2 separate regions of the Mus musculus genome follow, and region 2 is linked to region 1. The links are chromatin contacts, called in public promoter capture Hi-C maps. All regions are on one chromosome and are shown on one strand. Each heading gives the region's core, a stretch centred on a gene start, on an enhancer-like site or on the middle of the called end of the contact. The rest is flanking DNA. Distances are from core to core; before and after follow the strand shown. Region 1 overlaps Sik3 (SIK family kinase 3). Region 2 holds the start of Apoa1 (apolipoprotein A-I).

The links. Promoter capture Hi-C pulls out the DNA fragments that hold promoters and counts their contacts.
Region 2: a promoter capture Hi-C map of macrophages shows a contact between it and region 1, with 5 read pairs. The contact joins the promoter of Apoa1 here to the enhancer-like site in region 1. A contact is called at or near these places in 1 of 39 promoter capture datasets (macrophages), 5 of 484 Hi-C or Micro-C datasets (the AML12 cell line, embryonic stem cells and trophoblast stem cells), 7 of 115 datasets of contacts at active chromatin or transcription factors (double positive thymocytes, embryonic stem cells, heart atrium and 4 more) and 4 of 9 other capture datasets (adipose tissue, embryonic stem cells, liver and 1 more).

Annotation. Positions count from the first base shown.
Region 1 is chr9:46,173,148-46,177,994 of GRCm38.p6, forward strand. Sik3 (SIK family kinase 3) reads left to right here. Exons shown (of 25, transcript NM_027498.3): 5 at 4,725-4,847. Among named protein-coding and RNA genes, the nearest start is that of Apoa1, 53 kb to the right of the region's middle. Within about 2 kb of position 2,429, at least 183 of the 459 cell types and tissues checked have an H3K27ac peak or open chromatin away from gene starts, as enhancers often do. A contact at or near this core is called in adipose tissue, double positive thymocytes, embryonic stem cells and 3 more, where this site is marked.
Region 2 is chr9:46,225,938-46,231,292 of GRCm38.p6, forward strand. Apoa1 (apolipoprotein A-I) reads left to right here and starts at 2,693. Exons shown (of 4, transcript NM_009692.4): 1 at 2,693-2,799; 2 at 3,001-3,062; 3 at 3,179-3,332; 4 at 3,868-4,532. The coding sequence starts at 3,020. The coding sequence ends at 4,465.

The sequences.
Region 1 (4,847 bases), core at 1,179-3,678:
CTGCTTCCTTTTTGAGTCATCCCTGAGATGGTGTCCCTTCTGTAGGGATTGTCATACTGCAGTATCCCCTGCAAGTCCTCCAGACACTGATGTTGAATGAGTGTGTGAAGAGATGGAGGCATTCATTTAGAGTCCTGTATGAGGTGCTGGGAGTATGCAGCAGTAGGCAGTGTGAGTAGCAGAAACAGCAGCTCCTGAGCCCATGTGCCTTTGGAAGAGAAATCATAACTTTTTAGGTACAAAGTAACTGATCAAACCCTGGCTCTGTGCCTTGTTGTTGTTGCTGTTGTTGTAAATCTTGTTGATATTTCTGACCCAAGCCAGTGAGAATCCATCCTTGTTTTAGTCTTTGCTTTATTTTTGTTAGAGTTTTTCCTCCTGTGTTGGTTGATATTTAGTTTATTTCAGTTGTCTGTCCTATAAACAGTAAAGGCTGCTCACCCACGTCTTCCCGCCCCTGCTTCAACCACACATCCCAGGGTCCCCCTGCTACTTCACTAAACTGCCAACAGTTCTGAAAAATAGCCCTCTGCTTGAAGTGTGCAGAAGCTGCCCACAACGGTAAGCAGCTAAGAGAAACCAGAGCACATATTTCCTCCAACTCATTTTTTTTCCAGCCCCTCAAGTATTTGTTAGAGGGAGCTGAGTTTTCAAAATGAGTTCCAATGTTCCCGTGTGTTAATAATTTGAGGTTTCTCCTGCATGGATAATTTAAATGTTCAAAACCAACTCATGCTAAAGTTAAATGCACATTGAACTAGCCGTACTCCTAGCTTACCATATACATGGCAGTGATGGAGAGGGATGTGAGGTAAAGAGCCACTGGCAGGGAAGATGGCCACACAGTGCTAAGGAAACCTCGCTTTACAGTGATGCATTGTCAGGAAGGATGCTGGGCCTGCCCCTGCTAGGCTTGGAAACTTAAACTGCGTTTAAATCATCTTTCACAGCACCACCACAAGTGTCCCACTGCAGATTCTTGTTAGTGATGCCAGCGAGCCCTCCGCACTGAGCTGCCTGGGCTGACCTCAAACTTCGAGTCCTCCTGACTTAGCCTCACCTAGCCGGGGTTACAGGCTTGTGCCATCAAGTCTAGGGTCTGTTAGGATTTTTAACAACCTATCCTACTTGCTTATGAAGAGTTTGGACAATTTTGCTCACTGTGTGCAGACTGTGAGGTGTAATTGGACATTGAAAAGATTGGTGGTATATTCTTCTAGTCCTAGCACTCAGAAAGTCAAGGCAAGAGGATTCTGAGTTAGAGACCAGCCTGAACTACAAGATTTCCTTCAGCTTAGGCTGCCTGTGTGGCCATAGGGAGACTCTCCAGCAAGCCATCAATTGGTATGGCTTCCAGCTGATCCATGGGCATGGCTTCCAATGTGTTCTCCTTCAGAAGCAGCATCTGCTGTTTGTTTTTGAGACATGATCTGACTGTGAAGTCCTGGATGGCCTGGAACCCATAATGGAGACCAAGCTGACCTCAAATCCACAGATAACCAATCTTCCTCTGCCTCCAGAATGCTGGGATTAAAGGCATGAGTTACCATGCCGGTCCATAAGCACTATTTCTTACACACTCACTGTGCTCGAAGAAATGCTAAGTATCATGAAAGCCAGGAAAGAATAGTAGCCTTTTTTAAACATGAATGCTACTCTCCCACCCTCCCATCTCTTCGGCCCCTTTCATGTCCCCCCACTCCTTCTCAACTTATCTCCTCTTTGTACCGGTGTGTGTGTGTGTGTGTGTGTGTGTGTGTGAGAGAGAGAGAGAGAGAGAGAGAGAGAGAGAGAGAGAGTTACTTCTGACCACTTGGGATTGGATAACCCTTGGGGCCTCACCTCTGTCGAAGAGAAGACTGACTCTCCCTCTCTTGGTAGCTTTAATTACATGCAGCTCTTCATCTAGAGGTGGGGCCTTGTGAGATTCCCTCCATCCATGCATGATGGCGTGTCAGCTGTGTGTGTTGTCATTGGACAGGTCTCCTTCAGCAACTCTAATAAGTAGTTCTACAGAAACTACGGAGAAAGAATAGACTTCTCTAAGAGAGGTAGAGTGTTTTTAAAGCTGAAAGAATTACACACACAAGATAAAGAGTCACAGGGGAGTACAGAGAAAGGGGGAGGGGGATTGTCTTAGTCAGTACTCTATTTCTGTGAAGACACCATGACCACAGCACCTCTTATGAAGGAAAACATCTTGTTGGCTGGCTTCAGAGGTTTAGTCCATTAGCCTTAGGGCAGGAAGCATGGCAGAGCAGAGGCAGACATGCTGCTGGAGAAAGAGCTGAGAGTTTTACATCTTGATCCACAGGCAGCAGGAAGTTACAGTGACTTTGACTTCTGAGACCTCAAAGTCTCACCCCCTAGTAATGCACTTTCTCCAGCAAAACCACACCCATGCCAACGAGGCCACACCTCCTAATTGCATCACTCCCTATGGGCCTATGCAGGCAGTTTTTACTCAAACCACCACAGTGATCTAAGAGACTTCACAACAGGGTGTTTATTTCTGTTGACAAATGGCACTGTTTTGGCTGTATCAGACCCTGAACTAAACCCCTGGTGATCAGTAAGCTACTAGCTTCAGCAGCTTGGGTGAGAGAGGTTGGAGATAGAGGTTCTGGTAGGTGGCCATTGACGCAGCAGTGTGAGAAGGCACCAGTCAGTGTTCAGGAGCGACTGACACAGTAATTTAACTGGCTCATTTTTGTGAACCTTTCTATCGTATATCAAAGATTCTGTGAAAAGATGAGAACAAATAAACCTCTTTCCTCTCCACTCAGTAGTCAGTAGAAAGCTTGAACACATCATATAGCTAAGAACAATGTAAGGCAGAGTGGAGACTGGGATGTCAGAGAATAAACAAAAGGCTCTGACAACCAAAGGAAGCAACTGATATGGTATTTTCTGCTGGAAATCAGTTAAAGCTTCATACAGGAAGTAATATTTGACTGCACCTTGAAAACGGATGACATTTTAAAGGTGGGAGAGACAGGAACAGGCCTGGCACAGACAGGAAGTATATAAAGAAAGGCATATAAACACAGGATGTGGGCCCTCTAGTACTGAAGATTAGCCAGGGGTACTCAGGAGAGCTGGGTAGGGTGGGGCTGGCTGTGATGGAACTTAATGACAATGCTAAAATAGAGAGCTGCCTCTTTTTTTTTTTTTGAGCAAAGAGATAACAGGATCTGATTTTGTATGGCAGCCATTGAGCTCTGAGTGAATAGCTTAGGAGGTGTAAAAGGTAAGATTCTAAGCAAGAGGGGCTGGAGAGATGGCTTAGCAGTCCAGAACACTTGCTGCTTCATTGTGAGGACCAGAGTTCAAATCCCTGCACCTATGTGAGACAGCTCTCAAAGAGGCTGTAATGCCAAGAAATCCAGTTTCCTCCGCTGGCCTTTATGGGCACTCATACAAACTTGGGCATACACCCACATGTAAAAGTATTTTTTTATCCCCTGATGTAAATGTTGCTTCGGAGGCTATTGCCTCTGTCTGCTAACCTAGTCCTGGAAGCTTCTAGCCTCAGTACGACCTAATCTAGGCCTAGAGTGTTTTCAGCCCCTGAGACTTGCTGCTGAATAAGCTCACCCTTTCTAGTTCTTTCTGAGCTGTAGCGCAAACACTCTCCAAGCTGACTGATTCAATCTGGCTCCCCCGCCCCCTCCCTCCCTCTCCTGAGAGTTAGGCATATCCTGTTCTGTCAAATCATTCTCTGATTCATCACTGTGTCACTTTGCCACTCAATTTGACATCACTTTCCACATGGGCACTTCCTTCCACAAACTAAACTTAACCTTCATTGTTTGAGATTAAAGGTGTATACTAAGGGTGTGTCTGTGTCCATCCAGGTAGATTAAAGGTATGTGATGAGACTGAGCCACACCACAACTAGAAATAGGATTTTCCAGTAAATAACACAATCGCAGAGTTCACAGTGTGATCAGATATCCTGCAACACCCATACCCCCACACACATGATTTTTGTTTTAAGTTGACAGATGGAAACAACATGGGAACAAAGCCAGTGTATTTTCTTTTAAGATTTTATTTCTTTATTTTATATATATGATAAGTACACTGCAGCTGTCTTCCCACACACCTAAAGAGGGCATCAGATCCCATTACGGATGGTTGCGAGCCACCATGTAGTTGCTGGGAATTGAACTCAGGACCTCTGGAAGAGCAGTCAGTGCTCTTAACCTCTGAGCCATTTCTCCAGCCCCCAAAGCCAGTGTCTTTTGTAACAGAGCATGCAAAGATAGTCTTAACCAGCAGGTCCTCCGTGGGAGAATTCTCTGGCTAGTTAGAGAAATGCACAGGGCAGAAGGAGAAGGGCAAAAGAGTTGGAGAAGGGAAAGGGGCTCCAGGGAGGTAGGTATGTCGCCTTAAGATTGCTGCAGGGAATGGAAAAGGCAGGGAGAGTGCCAGGAGTTCAGGGCCAGCCAGGGAGGCTGGGGTGTCCTTGGGGTAGAGTCCATCAATTAAGAAGTTTTCCAGCATGGGTCTCCCCTCCTTCACCTTTCCTCTGTCCCTCCTCTCCCTTTTCCAGGTGCACATGAACAAGGCAGGTGACCCAGTCCCAGCGAGCTCAGATGGTTCACTGCCTACTTCCTAGATTTGCTCTTTCAGCCTGGTGACACAGCTCTGTGTTCCGCTAACCAGAGACCAGTGCCTGCTGGGATGCTGACATGAGTGTTGTTCCCTTGCTTCTCTAGACTTTGGCTTCAGCAACCTCTTCACTCCAGGGCAGCTGCTGAAGACGTGGTGTGGCAGCCCTCCCTATGCCGCCCCAGAGCTCTTCGAAGGGAAGGAATATGATGGGCCCAAAGTGGACATAT
Region 2 (5,355 bases), core at 1,443-3,942, 53 kb after region 1:
CACACTTATTGCTCAGTCAGGTTGTCCCAGAGTCGTCTACCGTGATGTCATGGATTCCAGTCCCCAAGCCATGTCCCTGGAGAGAGTACAAAGGCTTTGGAAGTGAAGAAATCACCATCAGAGAACTAGAGGCCGGACCCGATCCCTAGCCCCTTGGGCACTGTCTCAAAGCTGGGGGGCAAGAATGTTCTTAGCATCTCTGAGCTGCCGTTTTTTCTGACAGGCAAACTACCAAGGGGGTGAACATGGCGTCCAGCCTTACAGGGGTGTCTCAAGTTTACTTTAAATGAGTTGCGGAGCAAATGTTAGGTTCAATTAGGATTAGCCAGCACGGTTTCAGTAACGAGCCAGAAAGAAAGATAGGACTGTGGGAAGCATCCTGGAAACCAACAGACACCCCCACCCCCACCCCACCCCCAAAAGACCTAAAAAACTACTCCTGTGGAGGCCACCTCCCTCTGAGTGCTCCCACAGCCCTCGGGGGCTGGTTTCAACCTGGAAAAGATGTCCTGCATCACAGCACCTGCAAGCCAGACACCTGCCTTACCCCATTTTTGCTGCCAGCAACTGGGGTCACAGGCTATGGCCTAGTAACAGAATGTGTTCGTGGCAGTGACCTCAGGAGTCTGGGATGCAGAACACTTGCCATTTGCTGTTGGTCACCTTTCAGCAGTTTTGCTTGAAATGTGTTCAGACTTCACAGACAACACAACACAAATAAAACTCTGGAGTTCAGAAGCTCAAATCATGGCTAAAAGCATGGGATTGTCAGAGTGATATTCTGTCTGAAAACTCTTTCATTCAGAGAAAACCTGCATTTTCTCTTCTCTCTTCCAGCACCCATGGATGGGTAGCCGAAACCCGCTTGGCTCATCTGCACACTCAGATTGCTTGGTCTCTATTTCTGTTCTCAAGTTTCTCCATGGTTTTGGCCCTTCTGCCTCCTCTAGCATATTGAGAGACCCTTGTGATTACTGTGCCCTCTGGATATCCCAGGCTACCCTTGAGTTCAAGTCCCCTAATCACATTTGCCATGTTAGACACCACGCACAGGTTCCTGGACTTAGTAAGTGCACACACATCTTTTCCATTTTGCTTCCCATACAGTGACTGGGATCATAAGGAAGCTGTGGCATGCTCTGTCATTATCTTTCCTTAGCAGATAAGAGACCCAGGGACGGAGAGGTTATGTAACCTGTCCGGGTCACCTGGAGAATAAGTTGCAGATCCCAGAACCAAGGTTCTCTCTGGTTGCAAAGCCTCCTGGGATGGGAGCAGCCTGGAATCCCAGCCACTCCCTGAACTGGTAGACAGATTCCAAGCTGGTTTCTAGGGAGTTGGGGAGTTTCCTAGGGAGATGGGCAGAGTACATTCCTGCCCTGGGTCCCAAATGCAGAGACCTGGGCGCAAGGTCCATCCTTGCCTCTAAGGCTGAGAGATAAAGGACACAGCAAATTCCTTCCACTCTCAACAGGCCCTTATCTAGAAGGAAGTTCATGGTAGAACCTCAAATAGATGGTCTCAAAAGTTCCTCTTAGCTTGAAAACTCACTTTCCATAATGGGATTTTAGAGATGATCTGTGGTTTTTGTTTGTTTGTTTGTTTTGTTTTGTTTTGTTTTGTTTTTAGATATTCTCATATAGCCCAGGCTGACTTCAAACTTGCTATATGGGCAAGGCTGTGGTTTTGAACTCTCAACCCTCTGACCTTCCAAGTGCAAAAACTGGCCACCGTACTCAGCCCACTCTACACAGCTACCCAGCTCTCCCATCCTGGCAAGTGAGCCTAGGCCCTCACCACTCTGGGAAGACATATCGTCACTGAACTACATGACCCCTTTTAGTGGTCATGGTATATGGTGAGGTTTTCTCTGGAAGGGAGGCTGAATAACAGCATCTACACATAACAAAAACATTGGCAACTGGGGCTGGAGAGATGGCTCAGCGGTTTAAGACCACTAGCTGCTCTTCCAGAGGTCCTGAGTTCAATTCCCAGAAACCATATGGTGGCTCACAACCATCTGTAAAGGAATCTGATTCCATCTTCTGGTGTGTCTGAAGACAGAGCGCTCATGTACCTAAGATAAGGAAGAAAGGAAGGGAGGGAAGGAGGGAGGGAGACAAGGAAGGAGCTAACAACTCCATGTTGGCCTCTGTCATTTCTTCTGAAGCATCAGAGGGGTCTTCATCCTCAGCTTGGGGATATGAGCCTGTCTGCATCTCACTCAGGCTGACACCTCAGTTGTTTTTGGATTTAGGGTTGGGAGGCTGGCTAAACATGTGGCATCTGGAAAGACAAATCCCCAAACCTGGGGGACCAGGGTGAGGTGAAAGGGGGAACCCCTTGGAAAGCAAAAAAAAAACTTTGGGGTGGGGCTGTGAGTGAAGGAGCCCACAATTCCTCCCTCCCTCCCTTGTTCCAGGCTCAGAGGGCACTAGCAACACAGAGGAGTCCAGGAGTGGGCTCCATGAGACTATCTTGAAGAAGACATACACCTCGGGATGGTGCAACTGCCTTACCCCTGGGGACCCCTGGAGTCTGCAGCCACCCCCTGCTGCCCCCACCTGAACCCTTGATCCCAGCTCGGCAGCCCCCGCAGTTTCCTGTTTGCCCACTCTGTTTGCCCAGCCTCAGGAACAGAGCTGATCCTTGAACTCTAAGTTCCACATCGCCAGCAAAAGTAAGCAGTGGCAGGGCCAGGCTGAGCTTATCAGTCTCCCAGCCCAGCCCCTGCCCACACACATATATAGACCAGGGAAGAAGAGCTGGACACCCAGACTGTCGGAGAGCTCCGGGGAGGTAAGTGCTGCTACCTGCCTTCGGTGGCTCTGGCTCCATAGCGCCTCCCAGTTGATGCTCCACTGTCCAAATCAATACCGTGGATATCTCGCACCTTTAGCCATTCTAGCCAATGCTTCCATGGGCTTGAATTGTGTGTGGAGCCTTTCCATGACAATGCCTCCCTTCAGCCCAGCCCTCCTCCTCCTTCTTCTTCTTCAGGTCACCCACACCCTTCAGGATGAAAGCTGTGGTGCTGGCCGTGGCTCTGGTCTTCCTGACAGGTAGGTGCCTCTTGACCTGCGTGGGACTACCTTCCTGGGCACAGAGAACAGAATTCCCACTGTTCTCTTCCCTGACTCCGAGTCTAACCTAACATGGGTCTCCCCTCCATCCCCAGGGAGCCAGGCTTGGCACGTATGGCAGCAAGATGAACCCCAGTCCCAATGGGACAAAGTGAAGGATTTCGCTAATGTGTATGTGGATGCGGTCAAAGACAGCGGCAGAGACTATGTGTCCCAGTTTGAATCCTCCTCCTTGGGCCAACAGCTGAAGTAAGGAAAGACCTAGCGTGGGGCCTGGAGCAGGTCAAGGGCTGCCCATCCAGGGTGGGCAGAGAGACCAGTGAGAAGATGCTGGAACTGAGCTGGCTAGCCCTTCACGGGCTTTCCTACCAGCTGGGCACCATGGCAGGTTCCAGTGGAGGACTAGGGATGGGATTCATCTGGCTGTTGGGTAACCACAGCCCCTCATTCAGCCTATGAGTGCCAAATCCCTTTTCCTTGGTAACCCCCAGTACTGGTCAGACAGCACCCAAAACAAAACAAAACAAAACAAAAAACAAAAAACGGGACTGGCCTTGTAACCAGCACCGACCACATCTGTGTTCTTGGTGCCTTCCGCCATGTGTACAGAGGAATGTAAAGGGAAGGCAGTGAGTTAGAGGGTTGCATGTTCGGGGAAACTAGGACCATAGCAACTGCACATTAGGGGACAGGTGGCACCCAGCTATCATGTGCATGGATCTGCAGACCAGGGGCAGCGCATGATGCCTGGGCTCGTCTCTCAGCCGCTCTCTTCCCCCTCTAGCCTGAATCTCCTGGAAAACTGGGACACTCTGGGTTCAACCGTTAGTCAGCTGCAGGAACGGCTGGGCCCATTGACTCGGGACTTCTGGGATAACCTGGAGAAAGAAACAGATTGGGTGAGACAGGAGATGAACAAGGACCTAGAGGAAGTGAAACAGAAGGTGCAGCCCTACCTGGACGAATTCCAGAAGAAATGGAAAGAGGATGTGGAGCTCTACCGCCAGAAGGTGGCGCCTCTGGGCGCCGAGCTGCAGGAGAGCGCGCGCCAGAAGCTGCAGGAGCTGCAAGGGAGACTGTCCCCTGTGGCTGAGGAATTTCGCGACCGCATGCGCACACACGTAGACTCTCTGCGCACACAGCTAGCGCCCCACAGCGAACAGATGCGCGAGAGCCTGGCCCAGCGCCTGGCTGAGCTCAAGAGCAACCCTACCTTGAACGAGTACCACACCAGGGCCAAAACCCACCTGAAGACACTTGGCGAGAAAGCCAGACCTGCGCTGGAGGACCTGCGCCATAGTCTGATGCCCATGCTGGAGACGCTTAAGACCCAAGTCCAGAGTGTGATCGACAAGGCCAGCGAGACTCTGACTGCCCAGTGAGGTGCCCGCTTCCACTCCCCACCCCCGCATTGGCTTTCTTACAATAAACCTTTCCAAAATGGAATAGCTTCTTTCTTTGGGGGACATAGGGCGGGCGCTAAGGGGACATCAAGGGACGTGAGAACATGGTGCCGCACTGGGGATTCCTTTGTACGCGACTACTCAGCTCTTAACGCTCACTCAAGCTGGGCACCTGGCTGGTTCAGGGTATGAGACAGAATCCCTTCCTAAGAAGGCTCCAAGGGAAATGGATGGCCAGGCAAAGCAACAAGGAACCCCAAAAGGGCCCCACAGAGGCTCAGAACACTAGTGCTGTAAACCAGGATGAGAGTGTCTGGCAATAGGACTGGCTTTGAGACCGCTGGTTTCTTGTGCTAGCCGAGTTTCCAGGTGGGGTCCAGAGGGTGCAGGACGGGAGCCTCTTCCACTCCCTAGAGCCAGGATTCCTTCAGGAGCCAGGAAGATTGGAGTTATTGGGTGGGTGCTAATAAAAAGCCTGGAGCTGAACCCGATCTCGGTAAACAATTCCCTTTGATCTTTCCCTCCGGTGCACCCACACAGTGTGCTGAAAGGGTCAAGGCTGCAGCTACTCTACCTGACAGTTGGATACAAAAACAAACAAACAAACAAACACCCCTCTCCATGATGCTGGTGACCACACATTTACTAGAGAGGCCTTCATATCCATCTCTAAATCCTGAAGGATGGCCTTTAAGTCCACACCAGTTGGGGAAGCTGAGCTGGGAGGTCTGAAGTTAGTCACTGCAGAAAAGGTGGGTCAGGATGTGCCGTTCCATTTTAAAACAAAACAAAAACAAAACAAACAAACAAAAAAACCCCTTTTATTACATGGGGCTGGTAAGGTGGCTTATCAGGTAGAGGCACTTTCG